Linked DNA regions of Capsicum annuum: region 1 is linked to region 2. A link is a contact called in public Hi-C data. All regions are on one chromosome and are shown on one strand. Each heading gives the region's core, a stretch centred on a gene start, on an enhancer-like site or on the middle of the called end of the contact. The rest is flanking DNA. Distances are from core to core; before and after follow the strand shown.

The links. Hi-C and Micro-C count contacts between places; a contact is called where the count stands out from the background.
Region 1: a Hi-C map of bud shows a contact between it and region 2, with 2.2 times the contacts expected there. The contact joins the enhancer-like site here to the promoter of LOC107843007 in region 2. A contact is called at or near these places in 4 of 5 Hi-C or Micro-C datasets (bud, leaf and placenta).

What each region holds. Positions count from the first base shown.
Region 1 is chr9:25,826,944-25,830,903 of UCD10Xv1.1, reverse strand. No RefSeq gene overlaps it. Among protein-coding and RNA genes, the nearest start is that of LOC107843007, 89 kb to the right of the region's middle. Within about 2 kb of position 2,488, at least 3 of the 5 cell types and tissues checked have an H3K27ac peak or open chromatin away from gene starts, as enhancers often do. A contact at or near this core is called in bud and leaf, where this site is marked.
Region 2 is chr9:25,737,415-25,741,410 of UCD10Xv1.1, reverse strand. It overlaps LOC107843007 (dof zinc finger protein DOF2.4), which reads right to left and starts at 1,640. Exons shown (of 4, transcript XM_016687126.2): 1 at 1,344-1,640; 2 at 876-1,174; 3 at 1-607. The coding sequence starts at 1,391.

The DNA of each region.
Region 1 (3,960 bases), core at 1,239-3,738, 89 kb before region 2:
ATCGAATCGATTTTTTTTTTTTATAACAAAAATTATGATTCCACCATAATTTGTTTTTCAAATAAAGAAGGCATTATCTCCGAACGTGTGCATGGGAAACAGATAAGGAACCATAGTGGCTTAATAAGACAAACAACTTTGTGAATAATTATTAACATGAAGATAACAAAAGCCTAAAGTGCTAATTTACGTAAGCATCCATTCCATTCCATGCAAATCATGCATCATTCAAACTCTACTACTTTGATTTTAACAGGTCAAACGTACGTAACCACAAATTATTATTATTATGATCATAAAGTATTACTAGTTGATGGATTGACCACACGATTGAACAACATTGAATATAATTTTGTACAGTTATTTTATTATCATTTTCCAGACACAGACACAACGTATGAATTATTATTGAGAAAAGGACAAAGCACTAGCTATAGCACAAGACCACGTTTCAATTGAACATATATTTGTAAATAGATTTGGGATTCCAATAGGGTAAAATAATCCCCATCTTAAGAAAAATGACTCACAATTATTTTCCTTTTTTGTTTTGGTGTAAGAATCTTTCTAACCATTTTTGTCGGTTCACGAATACCCCTCAAACTAACGGTCTAAACCAGAGAAGGCCTGTTTGAATTTAAGAAAAGGGTGGATTTAATTTTTAAATTAAGAGTTACATGTGTTGAATTATAATAGGTCAAACGGCAATTTTAAATCGCAAAAGGTCATTAGGTTTAGGAGTTTGAGAGGTACTTTGGAGTTAAAAAAATACATATTATTTGATCAAAAGGTGAAAGGAAGATATTTATAAGCAAAGTTTTTTTATATATATGATAAAAGTATTTTTGACCTTTTTTTCATAGTTACAAGTTATAACATACTATGATGTGAGAAATATCTGATATTTAAACTGATCATATCAAGATTTTGTGGTGTATGCACTAGCTTGGACTCTCGACATTGTTGAGGCAGAAATTGTCCTATTAGTATATATTTATTTGTACTGTGCATGCATGTATGCATTGTATTTTTTATTTCATTTTAATAAGATTTTAATTTCCCACTGAAATAATACTAATTGTTTTTGAGTTATAGATTGATAATTGTTTTTTCATAAGAAAATGGATCCGAGATTAATTTAATTCTAAAAACTAGCTAGTTTATGAGAGAAGAATTGTCCAAAATACGAGAAGATCAAATTTCCTAAAGCCCATTGATGTGGGACTTAACCTATCTCTTTGTATGCGTAGAACTGAACATCTGGAGCATATGCAATATAATATGGGGCCAACTTCAAATAAAACAATGAATTGAGCTAGGCTAACTCTTAACCATAATAAAGAAATGAATATTGGACCTAATTTAATCATCAAGACTAATCATGAGGGAAGGATTGTCTAATGATAATAGAAGGAAACTTAAAAATTTCCGGAAGCCCACCAATGTGGGACTCAACGTAACCCTCTCCCCAAGAGAGCAGACAATATAATATAAGATGATGGGGAGATGGGGAGTGGGTTGGGGCAATATTGGATGAAACAATAAATTTGGTTGGACTTGAATCTGATACCATAATAAAGAAATAAATGTTGGACTAGAGTTTTAACTCAATCCCCAAAATAAACTCACGAGAGGAGTATTGCCCATAACCGGGAGATCAAAATTTCCCAAAGCCCATCTATGTGGGATTCAACAAATTTTCCTCAATTTGGGTATGGCAGATTTTTCAAAAGTTCAAATTGGAAGAATATGAAACCACCCACCCACCCACCCAAAATTAGAGAGAACCTTTTAACCACTTTATGAAGGTGGGTCTTGCTTCTTCATCTCTAAATAATTGTACGATAGGTTTATGGACTATCACTATCATATGAAATTTATAAAATTACACCTTAATCTTGGCTCTTGGCCACAAAAATTAAGCATAGTCTCTTAAATTTATGTGAATTTATTTGACTGCATAAGGAATTTAAAAAGTAAAACGAGTACTTGTGATCTTATTAACTAGAGAAAATAACAAAACTGGTTCCCTTTTTTTTCCTTGTAGTAGATTCGGAATAGTTTAAGTATCACTTAACAATTTTAATCCTTTAAATTTTTTGCTAACCCATATGATTTTTTTCCCACTCGGTGCCGGCCGGTCATATTTGGACCAGACTAATTCTCCAACCGCATTGGAAAATTCCAAATTGGAGGTAAAAATATAATACTTTCTAATTGATGTGACTCTATATTCAATATAACTCGAATTCGAAATCTTTAATTATGAATGATTACTTACCTCTCTGCCAAAACGCAGATCGATAACCCAAATGATTGTTAGGTACTATATTAGGAAAGCCATGGAATTTATCTGAAAAGAAAAATCCACACAGAATTAAAAAGAAACAAAGAGGAAAATCTTAAAAGTGCTGTTGTGGTCAAGGCTAGCTCTCTTTAGAAGATGAAAAAGATGTTACATAGGATGCTATCTTACTTTCCAAATTATGTCTTTGATAGACCTCCATAGCCCCCACCCCCCCACCCACCCCACCAACCCCCCAACCAGGGCCCCAGCCCATACATGAGTGAAAGAAAAAAAAGACATCTAATTTTAAGGGGACAAGGTTATTCAGATCATCTCAATATTACTGAATAACTATACATCTTAATATCAAAATGTGTAGACTAGTTATTGAGCGATATTGGAATCGTAGGAATTCTTTTATTTCTAATAAGAGGTCTTAAATTATAATTTTAAAAACCTAAATCTTTTAGTATATTAAGTGCTGAACGAGCGATAAGTCGTGAAATGAATTAAGGAAGCTAATACTTCGAATTAAATGTTTGTGGATGATTTAATATTTGACCCTTCCTTACCAGAAGGGGACATAAAACCTAACCTCCAAAGAGCCAAATTTTTGCAGGCAAAAATGTTTAAAAGATACTCCTTAGTTTCGAAATAAGTGAATTGTTGGGGTATTTATTAATGTTTTAAAATAAGTGTATCATTGATTTTTTTTTCAAATTTACCCTTATGATTTGACAACCAATTAACTTTTGAAAAAGGTATTACAAGGTTAATTTTTTTTTTTGGGTAAAAATGAAAAGTTGTGTAAATTTATATCTTTAATGTTTTTTTCTTAATCTGTGTGTCAAAATCCAACAATTCATTTATTATGAAATAGAGGGAGTATTTATTTTAGAGAACGAGGTGTTTGGCCATCTTTCTAAAAAAAAAAAAAAAAGTAATTTTGAATAGTAGTGGAGACTATTTTTTTGAAAGTTTGAAAAGTATTTTTTTTTCACCCAAAACATTTTTGAAATATTGGTTAGGTCTAAACTGGTACTCTAATATTAACCAAAATATTAACCAAAAAATCTTTTGAATTGAATTGCCAAATACAAACTAGTACTCTACAAAAATACTTATAAAAATTAATCAATTTTTGTTTTGATCAAAATGACAATAAATCTTAAAGATAGGCTATGATTGCTCCTATCTTAGACAATCCAATAGCCATTATATTTGACTTCCTAAAGCAGTGATTAGTTTTGCAATTGATTCTGAGTTTGTCCAATTGTCCTCAATCTACCACTTCGTTTAGAGCTCATTTCCAAAATCAAATTGTGAGATTAATCATTCTCTAATTAAGCACTATTGTAGTGAACCAAAATCAGTATTCAGGGGTTGTTTGGTAGCTGAATTTGGAGGTTAATTTTGTATGTATTAAATTTTATATAAGTAATATCATATTTAGTAGTTGATTAGAATCTAAGGTAAGTTATTCATGTATAAAGTTAATATGACATTTGATTTACAACAATTTTCAAAACTCGCATAACTAATATATATATAAATTATATATATGAGAGAACCTACCTATTATTTTATCCATAGAATTATAAATATATACATGAATAACACAAATTCATTTATAACTTATAATAATTACATAAAATAATAAATATTGTGATAAT
Region 2 (3,996 bases), core at 391-2,890:
GTTACTAACACCAGAAGAAGGCGAATTAGACGGATCAAATCCACCTAAGAAATTAGGGAATTGTTGTGGCATACGCCAATGTTCAAGGTTTCCACTTGATAAAAGCGAAGCAACACCACCAACACCAGCACCAGCACCAGCACCAACACCAACACCAACACCAACACCAACACCGAGCAAATTGTTGTTAGTATTAACCATCATACCTTCAGTAGTACCACCTAATATGTTACCACAAGTACTTGTAGAAAAATTCAAGTTCATGTGATTACTCGGAGTAAAATGGTGGTGGTGATGATGATGATCAGAACTAAATTGACCTAAAGGTGACATGAAACGAAGAGGCGGAATTTGAGGGGTCATAAGACCTAATAAACTAGCTGCTGATGTTGGACCGGTAAAGCTGTTGCTATGTGATGAAATTGTACTTGTAGAACCCGAATTGTTAGTAGCTTGACGACCATCAGTACTCGTGCTAGAAGCCGGAGATTTTGAATTATTATTATTATTGTTGTTGTTACCACTTTTGCTGTTGCTGCTTCTTTTGTTCCTCCTGCAACCCCCTCCCACGGGGACATTTCTCAGCGCGCCGCCTCTAGTCCAGTACCTGTTGGAAAATTTTGGAGAGGACTTAGGAAGAATACTCTCAATCAATCATTTTTTTCGTAGTACGAGTAGAAGAATGTATGTTTGTTTACAAATCTCAACTTAGGTATAGTTAGGTATTTATAAAAATAAATAAATTGAACATTTAGCTAGTCTAGTACATGTATCATATTTAATTAAGTATAATTTTTTGTAGTACATAAACTATAGTGGTAAATTTATGTACGTAGAGATGAATCTAGTTTATTTATGTTAACAACAATAGTTACCTTTTACAAGCCTTGCAAAAGTGTCTAGGCTGTGAGAGACTATAGTTATTGAAGTAACAAAACTTGGTATTTGTTGAATCACATCTAGGGCATTTTAGGGCTGCCTCAGGCATAGGTATGTTAGCCATCCGGGCTCGATCAGCCATCGAGCCCGGCCTAATGGTACCTGCACCACCGCCACCTCCATGAGGCTGCAGGGGTACGGGAGGAGGCGGTGGTACTTGCGGCGGTGGTGCAGTCTGAGATGGTGGTGATGTAAGTTGATGGTGATGATGATTTTGGATGCTACCTCCACCTTGCTGAAAAAAAAGGAAGAAAATGAGATATCTAAGTATATACAAGAAATTTAAAGATGAAAAAAAGGAAGAATTTTTTAAAAATTATAAAAGTTGAGAGGAATATTATCTTTAACGAATTCTTTTGCTTTTTTAGCAAAGAAACATTGATAGAAGCATTAAAAAAACATACCTGTTGCCAGTTGGCTGGATCAAGATATGGAATTGAAGAAAAATTCATAGCAAATTCTTGAATATGATCTATAAAAATTCTCTTTTGTAAAGTTTTATGTTAGTGGAGAATCACATCAAATTGAAGGTGGAGGAGAAATGCTAGTAGTACACTTAGAGAGGGAAAGGAAAGGAAAGGAAAGGAAGAAAGATAAAGGAAAGAGAGGAATATTTTGGATGAGAATAATGGAGCTAAAATAAAGTGAAAGGCTTTATGGTAGTAGCATATATATACTACATAACAAGTACTAATTTCATTTGGGTCCTAGTTTGTTCTTACTGCAAGTCCCATTTTTTTGTATTTTTTTTACTTTTTAGTAGTTCGACAGGGTATATAATAGTAGTAATATCTTTACTTTCTTAATCTTTAAGCTTTCTTGTTAAATTAAATTAATCTTGTTGAGTTGCAACCCCGGCCCCCACTTTGTTTGGTGGGGCAGTCCAATGCATAAAACATTTTATCGTTAGCTGGGTTAAGGAAAAGGTCACACTCCCATAATTTCATTTAATGTAAAAATTAGTGATTGCTTTCACGACTTGCTTTCGTGGAAGCACAAATTTTTGTTCTGAATCATAAATTCTTTTTTTTTTGCTTAGGAGATTTTAGAGGAATTATTTATACATATTATACAATTTCTTTAATATAATATAAAGTTTGAACTAAAATTATTATGTTCTGCTGAACCCGCACCTTTTAAGACTGATTTCGATCCTGTATATTGAGAAAAATGTGGTGGCTGTCATATCTGTCTGTTGCATGCAAGGTAAAGTAGTGATATTATGGGATATAAATTTGGAATAAGATACATAGAGAAAAGTTAAAGAGTTAATTATATTGTGTCCCTAACACTTTATTTACATTTGTTAAAGAGTTAATTCATAAAAATGATCGTAAACTTGACACCAAATTATAATTTTGATCTTAAATTTTGATAGTGCACAAATATAACCTTTAACTATTCAAAACTGCACAAATATGGCATCCAATCCTACGTGGCAAAACGTGTGTCCAACACGCAAAACTGGGCGCGTCCAGCTTAAAATCTAAGAGCATAATACACAAATATGACCTTAAACTTTGACAGTGCACAAATATGACCTTTAACTATTTAAAACTGCACAAATATGACCTTTAAAGGACTCGTCACTATTATTTTTTCATTATTTTCGGCTCAAAGATGAAAATAGCATCTAATTTCTTGTCATTGCGGAAAAAGAGCAATATTGAAGATTTATTAATTAGGCGGGTCAGCCTTATATGAAAAAATCGAGCGGGTATGTATATATATTATAAAGCAGAGGACGAATTTAAGTTATATAATATATCCAAATATTATTTATTTGAATATTAAATTAAAGGTGAAACTATACTTATAATAAAAAAATTATAGTTTTAATAAAACGTTATTAAATTAATATTATTAAGAATAGTAGTAGTAGTATATTAAATTAACGTTATCAAATTAACGTAATTAAAATGTTATTAAATTAACGTTATTAAATTAACGAGGGGCGAACCTACGTGGTTTCCATGGGGTTCACCCGAACCCCCTTGGTAAAAAAATTACGTTGTATATATATGAGTTAGAAAATGTATATTTATGTACGTATATTAATGTTGAACCACATGAAACAAGGCGCTTAGATAGACCAGTGGTGTTATTTGCTTTTATTGGGCGCTTCCTTCAGCCTATTGTGCGGGTTCGATCCCTGCTAGTGGATATTTTTTGTTTTAACTAAAAAAAATCTAGGTGTTGCTGCTATAGAAATAAATAAAATAATAATAATAATTTTTTAAAATTAAAAAAAATAGGTGCTGCTACTATAGAAAAAAAAAATTCTTATTATTATAATAATAATAATAACAATAATAATAATAATAATAATAATAATAATAATAATAAAAACGACGTCATTTTAACACAAAAAATAAAACTTTGACAGTGCACAAATATGACCTTTAACTATTCAAAACTACACAAATATGACATCTCTCCAAGTCAGCTCTTTTAACGATGTGGCATCGTATGATTGAATTACCTTTCCACGTAGGCGCGAGTGAGACTCACGCATAGGACTCGACAAGTTATAAACCTTCATTTATACAATATAATTTTTTTATGAAGGTGATTCATTGAGCTTCGTTCACTACTGCTCGGCCACTATAAAATAGATGGGGCTAGCTAGGGAGCGGGTGTATTTCAAAGGATGTTTTTGCTGCTTGAATCGGTAAATTATAAGGTACCAATACATGTTCAATTCTATTATTTACATGCATGGATAGTATTACATAAGAGTAACATAGTGTAAGTTTAAGATAAAATAATACTAAAAAAAGTAATAAAGCCAAATTAAGAATTAAACTAAAGAAAAGTCCTTATTAGACATTCTTAGTGTGCTTTCCTCTACTCCTACCCCACCCCCTTCCTGACCCCGTACTGCTGTGCATGGCAGTATATAAATAAATAATTAAAATTGTAGGCTTTACCTACCAATATTGGATACTAAAAAAATAAAAAAAAAATAGAGGCGGAGTTAATGAAGGGATTGACAAACGGAAACGGAAAAATATTGGCGGTTTTTCCCGTCCATCCAAGTATTGGTGGACAGAGTTA